3 separate regions of the Mus musculus genome follow, and regions 1 and 3 are each linked to region 2. A link is a contact called in public HiChIP or PLAC-seq data. All regions are on one chromosome and are shown on one strand. The core of a region is the stretch at or near the end of the contact, and the rest is flanking DNA. Distances in the headings are between cores, read along the strand shown. Region 1 holds the start of Mir9-3hg (Mir9-3 host gene). Region 2 holds the start of 5430400D12Rik (a long non-coding RNA gene). Region 3 holds the start of Rhcg (Rhesus blood group-associated C glycoprotein).

Region 1 (2,700 bases), core at 199-2,698, 420 kb after region 2:
CCTCCCCTCAAACACACATGGCCGATTGGACAGTATCTTCCTTTCTGTCTTTTAACCTGCCCACTTCCTCAACAGCTGAGGTGAAGGCAGGCAGCAGGGTGTGGGCTTTTCTAAACAGGGACCTCAAAATACCTTCCTCAAAATGCCAAGCCTTTCCCGTGACCAGCCAGTATTGCTCCTGGAGGCTCCTGAGGTGCACCCCTATGTCTGTGCCTACTTAACCTACCTCTGACCTCCCTTGACTGAAAGCCAGACCCTCAAACTCCAGACCCCCTTAAGAACCTATCACACACCCCCAATATGAAGAAGATTCAAAGAGGGTCTCTCTCCCCTTGAAGCCCAGCATCTGGCCTCTCTGCCACAATGGCTCAGAGATTGTATTTTTTTGGATGTCTTTGCTGCTCCAGAGATTTGGCCTGGAGCCTCTCCTTGCTAGAGCCAGCTGCCTCCTTCCTGTGACACCCTACCACCCAAGCTTCTCCCAGAGATGACCCTAAACAGCCTCAAGCTCCATCCATGGTTCCCTTGTTCTTCTCAGCTCAAAGCTAGACTGGAGGGAGTGTCAGAGACGCCCACAGACAGCTCCAAAAGGCCTGCCCCAAAGCATGGAGTGGAGTACTGAAAGGAGGGCTCTCCCAACTTCCTATTTAAAAGGGGAAAAAGACGTCACAAATCTTGCTTAGAGTGGGTGCTATGTGTTTCATTTTTCTCAAAAAAATTTTTTTCCAGGAAGCCACTTTGTAGGTTATTTGTGTGTTGGTGTGTGTGTGTGTGGGGGGGGAGCGGTGAGGGATAAGAAGGCAGAAGAAAGTCACGGGTAGGACTTAGGGAGGGGACTCCCTGAAACCTCTTTCAGAAACATTCTTTCCCTCAAACCTCTCTCTCTCTACCTCCCCACAACTTCCATCGGACCTCTCACCCTGTCCCTTTCTGAACACCGCAGGCGCGTCTCATCTCGCTATCCCAAGACCCTTGACCTTGGTCTTGAAGATTTGCGGGAGATGCCTGAGCTCTGACCCACAATTAGAGCTTAACCCCCAACCCCCCTGTAGTCAAGAAAAGCCCTGAGCCCTTGAGATGTTCAAGAGGGACCCACAGAGATACCCCAGGCCCCTGAACCAGTCCAGCCGGCTCCCTGACACTGTCTTAGTGGAGACTACCAACCTGACGCCCTAGCCCCTCTCTTCTAGCCCGGCCGAGACGCAGAAGGCAGTGACACTTACGGACCCGGGAGGGGGCCGGGGCCCCACGAGGCGACGGCGGGGGTGGGGCGGTTGTGGTGATGGTGGTTCGGCCGCCCGGGATCAGGCGAGTCTCCAGGCTCAGGCCCAGCTCCGGCCGCCCTCCAAGCGCCGCTGACCGCACGGTCGCGTGGCCGAGAGCTGCTGGAGGCAGGCGCGGCGGCGGTGGCGCGGGGGTTCCTGGCGGCGCGCCGCTTCTCCCGGCTCTGAGCGGCTCAGCGCCGCCTTCTCGGGCGGGCACGGCCCGCAGTGACGTCAGCGCGGCTCCCCCCCGCCCCCCCTGGCTTCACTCGGACCAGTGCGGAACCGAGAGGCGGAGGCAGGAGACGAGGGGCGCCCTGCCCTGCGACCCGGCCCAGCCTGCCCGCGCCCAGCTTGCATCCGAACAGCCCTCCCCGCAAACGCCCCGCTCCACTGGGTTCACCCAGAGCCACCAACCACCTGGGAAGTGGTGACAAGCAGAGGGCTGGAAGCCTCACAGGCAGCTCCAAGCCCAGGGATCCAGGATGCTCGGGGAAGAATGGAGAGCCTAGGATTTGAGGGACGTCTGCGCTCTGGATGCAATGGGGGCATTTGATCTTTTCACACACACAAGTGTTGGCTGAGGGAACCCACGAGGGATTGGCTGGTTTGGTGGTCGCAATGAGGGCTCGGAAGGGATTCTTTAGCTCGCAGGAACGTGTTTCGTTGACAGTCTGGGTTGCGTTCCAACCTGGATCACGCTCCTCCGAGACCCAGAGTGTCCCCTACCTCGCCTCATCCAGGGCGGTGCACCTGCAAACTCTTTGGGCCGCAAACCGGCCCCCGAGCCGCTGTCCAAATGCTGAATCCGGCCTCCCCGGGTCAGGCTCCAGAGCCCGGCTGCATCGCGCTCGGCATTGTCCACAGGGCGGGTACAGGGTTCTGGGACTCAGAGTCAGAGCCCCTGAAAATTCTAGTGCTCCAAGATGATATTAGGAAGCTACGAGGAAGGGGGCGAAAGGTCAAGAGGAGGCGGGAACAGAGAGGGCAGGCAGACCCGAGTGCCTGACCTGCGGAACCACCTCTTCCTCTTGCGTCCCTGTGGTTCGCTCAGGGTCCCTTCTGCCAGTGTGCTTCTCTCGCCACCACAGCAGGGGAGGTCCCTCCGGCCGAACTTGTCAGCGTGTCTCATCATTCATCCTGAGCCAGACAGACAGGCCAAGTTCATGAGCAACGCAGTTAACCCCTTGCAAACTGATCGCCTCCCAAAGGAGGGAGTTGAGCCGTTTGAATGGGGCATGCTCTCCCGGATTCCTAGAACACCACCTCCCGGAAGCTGTGCCTGCCACCGCTCCTTTCTTCTTCCTGGTCTTGCTCTGATTATTTCCCCTGCTACTTTATTTTATTTATTTATTTATTTATTTATTTATTTATTTATTTATTTATTTATTTATTTTTACTGTGTTGGTCTCCACGATCTTCCTAGATGCCTCCTCTT
Region 2 (2,700 bases), core at 34-2,533:
TATCTCAATAGCACTTGTGGAATTCCTTCCTACAGCCAAACTATGATAGCCCCTACATCATATATTAAAATTATTTCATGCCAAGGGCTTGGAAAGACTACATCTCTTCCAAACGACTGGAGTTGCTCCCAGCATTCACTTCAGCTGCTTATAAACTCCAGCTCTAAGGTGGCCTCTTCTAGTCTCTGAGGGCACCTGAAGCAACATTTGGACATATACACATACAACATAATTAAAATTAAATCTTTAAAATTGTTTACCACAGACTATTGTGTTATAGTTCAATAATACTTCACCTTTTAATTATGATTTGAGGCTTGTGAGGTAAAGGCACTGCCAAGTCTGATGGCTTACATTAGATCTTTTACACAGCAAGAGAGAACTGACTCCCCAAATTGTCCTCTGATTTCCACACATGCACCGTTGCAGGCGCGTGGGTCCTCTCCAAAAAAATCCATATAAATGTAACTTTAAAACATACTTCAAATTATCCTGCTTGGTTTGATTGGTGGGCAAAGCTGGTTCCTTCTTGCTACTCTGTTTTAGAATTGTCTTTGACATTTCCGTCCAACATTTGAATCATTTTGTCCCACTTCAATGCAATAGTCATTTGAATTTTTATTTACTAAAATCCCAGGGATGTATGTGGTGGTGCAGGCTTTTAATCCCAGCATTTAGGGTCACAGAGGCAGGCGAATCTCTGAGTTCAAAGCCAGGCAGGGCGACACAGTGAGACTCCGTTTCAAAGAAAGATAACATATAAACAAACAAACGAATAACTAAATGAATAAATAAATGAGAAAAGGTGTTACCAGTTTGAGACCAACCGTTCCGTTTATGTGGGATTGGATGAGAGATCCCGTATGATGTCAACTTTCACCATCTAAAGGAGAGAATGACCGTTTGACTGGCAGACTTTTGCCTAATTCACTGCAACATAAAAGCCTAGCTTTTGCTAGTCCAAGGTTAGAAGAAGAAACACAAACACCTACTGGTCCCTCAAACTGGCGCGGCTGCTGGCAGGAATTGCCAGTCTCGATGCTTGCTGCCGACACGGTTGGCTCCAGGATGGAACCAGAATGAGGGGCTCAGTCCCAGCCAGGCTTGGATTCGTTCCCAGGCTGGCCAAGGCGACCGTGCTCCTGGGCTTCTACAGCCGTGCTCCCCAGGAAAGCGCGCCGACCTCTCAGGGTGCCAGAGCGGCAGGACACTTTAGTGCTCGGTGCCCAGGGGTACCGAGACTAAGTTTCCGGGAGCAGCTTTCAGCGGGACACCAACAGGAAGTGTTCGTGTTGTGCCGGAAGAAGGTGCGTTCTTGGAGCAGGTGGTACCGAGAGAAGCGGGACCGGCAAAGATGATTCAGGCGATTCTGGTTTTCAACAACCATGGAAAACCGCGGCTGGTCCGCTTCTACCAGCGTTTTGTGAGTGCAGCCCCACCAACCATGCCCCTGCGGAGCACCAGAGCCATCCCTTCCCCACGGCCCGCAGCCGCGCTCAGCAGCATCTCCTGCTCTGGCACCGTGCATGACCCACCCCCCTGCTCCTCCCTCATCCTTCCTGGATCTTGGCTTTTCTGTGTTTTGTGACACTTTCCCTTGGGTCTTAGGGACAGACTCAGTACACAGTGTGCCGCATTGAGATATTGGGTGACAGCCTCTGTCTTTAGTTTTTTGTTTCTGTATTTGTTTTGTTTTTTAAATTGATGAGCGTAGTTTTGTGATGATCTGGTCGTTGGGTTCTTTTACGTTTATTTTTTCTCAAGGGCATGGAGAGAAGTTCTTTCGTGGAATCACTTGCTTCAGCATTGGCTGGCACTTATCAGGGTTGGGATACTTTTTATCCTGTAAGGTTGCAGAAAGTCTCTTTTAAAATTAGGGGGAAATGAGCTATTTTTACAAGATGCCAGTTGTAGTGGTGCACACCTCAAAGCTCAGAACTCGGGAGATGGAGGCGAGAGGATCAGGACTTCAAAGTTATCCTCAGATACACAGCTAGTTCTAAGCCAGCTTGAGCTACACCAGACCGCATCTTAAGAAATCATATAATTAAACAAATAAACAAATGCCATCATGGAATGCCTCAGCAATGTTCGTGCACATTTGAATTTTCTGGAAACATTTCCTTTGGGGAAACGCAGATGCCGTTCTTTGCCTTCTGTACCCCAATATTTTATTCGTGGTTAGGTTTCAAAATATCCTCCTGAGAGACTGGTTCTGTCTGAGAGGGAATAAAATCAGAAGACTTTCAGGCTTCAGCCCCACCTTTTGTACACGTTAAGAAATGTCTTGCCGGGCGGTTCTGGCACACACCTTTAATCCCAGCACTTGGGAGGCAGAGGCAGGTGGATTTCTGAGTTCGAGGCTAGCCTGGTCTACACAGTGAGTTCCAGGACAGCCAGGGCTTTAGAGAGAAACCTTGTTTTGAAAAACAAACAAACAAACAGAAATGTCTCTGGGTCTTTTATTCCTTTTTTCATCATAAATGAAAAGTATTTGCTTTTTAAAATAGGATTTTCCAACTACGTTTTTAAATAGAACACTGAATACAACTTCAATTTTTTGTTGTTTATGTTTTTCAAGACAGGGTTTACAACTTCAATTTGCACGTGCATTTGTTTCTCCTAGTTTCTAAGTTTTTCACTGAGCTAAAAATCACTATACAGCTACTTAATGTATGCAGTTTAGTGGCATCTGTCACA
Region 3 (2,700 bases), core at 173-2,672, 300 kb after region 2:
AGACAGCTACAGTGTACTCATGTATATAAAATAAATAAATCTTAAAAACCATACACTGCTCTTACAGAGGACCCAAATTCAGTTCCCAGCACACACATGCGGTGCCTCACAGCTCCCTGTAACTTCTGGTCCAGGACCAAATGCCTTTGGCTTCCACGGGTGTCTGCACGCAAGTGGACACATGCCTCCAGGGAACAACTTGTGGGAGTTGGTTCTCTCTTCCCACCATGTGGGTCTGAGGGCTCTAACTCAAGACTTGATGGCAGGCATCTTTACCAGCTGAGTCATCTTGCCAGGTCCAGCATCCTTCTTAAAAGCAAGATGAGCCGGGCAGTGGTGGTGCACGCCTTTAATCCCAGCACTTGGGAGGCAGAGGCAGGCAGATTTCTGAGTTTGAGGCCAGCCTGGTCTACAGAATGAGTTTCAGGACAGCCAGGGCTACACAGAGAAACCCTGTCTGGGAAAAAATAAAAACAACAACAAAAAAAAGCAAGATAACTGATGCTTGTGTTCTAGCCAGTTCCTACTGTTGGACAGTGTGTCTGGAATCAGTGGCACAAGCTTAGGGATTCTTAGGTCTTTCCATGTGTCCATGAATTCCTTCCCATGTACTTCCATCGGCGCCAGATTTACAGCCTTACTTGCCAATAGGTAATACATGTGGCTGAGCATTGATCATTGTGTGGGGAACTCTGCAGACTCCACTATGCCAGCATGGGGTACCACTGTCTTGTGGAAGGAAGGGAGGAAGGAAGGAAGGAAGGAAGGAAGGAAGGAAGGAAGGAAGGAAGGAAGACATAAATAAAATAAAATAAAGATGTAAAGAGTTGGGGAGATGTCTATTTATGTTGAGTAGCACAAGCTGTATGTGAATAATATTCCAACGGTCATTCCTGTGCCCTCTCGGACAGGCTTGAAAGACTAAATGCATGTAGATGGCATAGAACTGATGGTTTTCATTTTCTTCCTCATGCTTTTCTGTACCCGCCCCCCCACGCTTCTCGGGTCTGGGGCAGTCTCTCCTTTTTCCTTTACTTTCTATTCATTCATCTCCTTTAAAGTTCATGAACTGAAAAAGGAAAGGATCTTAAGTGGTGGGTAGCTCAAGTCGGAGGCTTGAGGCAGGATTGCCAAGTGTTTGAAACCAGCCTAGATTACCGAAGGTGTGTCCTAAAAAGGATGAGGGGAGGGGGGTGATGGGGATAGTGATTCCAGTCTGGGAATTCTTTGTTCTAATCTGGATGAGTGATGAGCATCCTCTCTCCCAGTTCACCCGAACAGGGCGGGAAAGGCCAGGCATCGACGGGACGCGCAGAAGTTGGGGCGTTCTACATCTTCCTTCTGCCCTGCTCCCATCACCTGGAGCTTTCCTTCTAGGGGTACTGGGCTCGGGAGGCCCCGCGGGACTCTCGCCGGTTGGGTAGAGCCCGAGGCGCGTGGGCGGCACCATGGTCAGCTGTTCCGCGTCCGCCCCGCCCAGTGTCCCGGTCCTTTAAGCGTCTCCCTGGTCTCGGAGCCCAGCGTTCAGAGCAAGCGGCCAGCAGTGCGGAGCATGGCCTGGAACACCAACCTTCGGGGGCGGCTGCCCATCACCTGCCTGATCCTGCAAGTGACCATGGTGGTTCTCTTTGGCGTGTTCGTGCGCTACGACATCCAAGCCGATGCTCACTGGTGGTTGGAGAAGAAGCGCAAGAACATCTCCAGCGACGTTGAGAACGAGTTTTACTATCGCTACCCGAGTAAGTCCTATGGCCCGCAGATTCACTTAAGGAGTCTCCTGATAGACCCTAGCTAGTTGGGCGGGCGCCTGACTGGGCTCCGCATTAGGTCCGCCCCTGGCTCTGACAGGCTGGAGATGGAGGGGGCCAATGATGCCCCACAGTTCCCAGCTGGTCCCAGGGTAGAATCTGCACCAGGGTACAGCCTGAGCCAGTCACTGGAGAAATGGTCAGATGTGCTCACACTTTGAAAGTCTGGTAGAGGCAGTCACCTGAAACAAGTGGGCCGATTTTGTGATTGTTGTTTGGTTAGTTTGAGTTTTTTTTTTCTTCTTCTTCTTCTTCTTCTTTTTATTTAACCTTCATCTCTCTCCCAGCCATCAGATGCCTCCTGTGTCCCTGGCCTACTTGGTGTCGTCAAAAGCCAGAATTCCACCTTTACCACCTAAGTAGCAGGTGATCTGGCTTGCACACACCTCACATATAGATAGATGTCAGGGATCACAATGATGGCATGATAGCTCTCCACTTCTGATACTGAGACTGTGTGTGGGACCAGAGGTGGTGCTGGGCCACAAGGTCCCAGGGTTTGGGAAAAAGCCAGTGGCCACCCTTCCTTTTCCTGGGATTTTTCTGCATCCGTGAAGCTATGAAGCTATGGCTAAGAATATGGCTGTAGGGGCTGGAGAGATGGCTCAACAGTTAAGAGCATTGGCTACTTTTCCAGAAGACCAGGGGTTTGATTCTTAGCCCTTAAATGGTTGCTCACAACCATCTATAACTCCAGTTCCAGGGAATCTGATGCCCTCTTTTGCCCTCCCTGGGCACCAGGCACACATGTCAAGCATTCAGGTAAAACACTCTAACAGATTTTTAAAAGACGATGAAGAAGAATATGGCCCTTAAGTGACAAACCTCTCTTCTATCGTGGCTCTGCTGCTTCAGGGTGGGCGGTCTCAGGCCGGTGCCAATCAAAATGAAC

The links. HiChIP or PLAC-seq counts read pairs in DNA pulled down with a chosen protein or histone mark.
Region 1: an H3K4me3 HiChIP or PLAC-seq map of stem cell-derived neural progenitor cells shows a contact between it and region 2, with 2.9 times the contacts expected there. The contact joins the promoter of Mir9-3hg here to the promoter of 5430400D12Rik in region 2. A contact is called at or near these places in 2 of 484 Hi-C or Micro-C datasets (both in cortical neurons) and 1 of 115 datasets of contacts at active chromatin or transcription factors (stem cell-derived neural progenitor cells).
Region 3: an H3K27ac HiChIP or PLAC-seq map of embryonic stem cells shows a contact between it and region 2, with 5 read pairs. The contact joins the promoter of Rhcg here to the promoter of 5430400D12Rik in region 2. A contact is called at or near these places in 4 of 484 Hi-C or Micro-C datasets (cortical neurons, embryonic fibroblasts, embryonic stem cells and 1 more), 1 of 115 datasets of contacts at active chromatin or transcription factors (embryonic stem cells) and 1 of 9 other capture datasets (embryonic stem cells).

Annotation. Positions count from the first base shown.
Region 1 is chr7:79,498,774-79,501,473 of GRCm38.p6, reverse strand. It overlaps Mir9-3hg (Mir9-3 host gene), which reads right to left and starts at 1,448. Exons shown (of 3, transcript NR_040314.1): 1 at 1,224-1,448.
Region 2 is chr7:79,919,232-79,921,931 of GRCm38.p6, reverse strand. It overlaps 5430400D12Rik (a long non-coding RNA gene), which reads right to left and starts at 1,283. Exons shown (of 2, transcript XR_003946805.1): 1 at 993-1,283; 2 at 1-883. Ap3s2 (adaptor-related protein complex 3, sigma 2 subunit) reads left to right here and starts at 1,292. Exons shown (of 6, transcript NM_009682.3): 1 at 1,292-1,423. The coding sequence starts at 1,355.
Region 3 is chr7:79,616,379-79,619,078 of GRCm38.p6, reverse strand. Rhcg (Rhesus blood group-associated C glycoprotein) reads left to right here and starts at 1,422. Exons shown (of 11, transcript NM_019799.3): 1 at 1,422-1,739. The coding sequence starts at 1,553.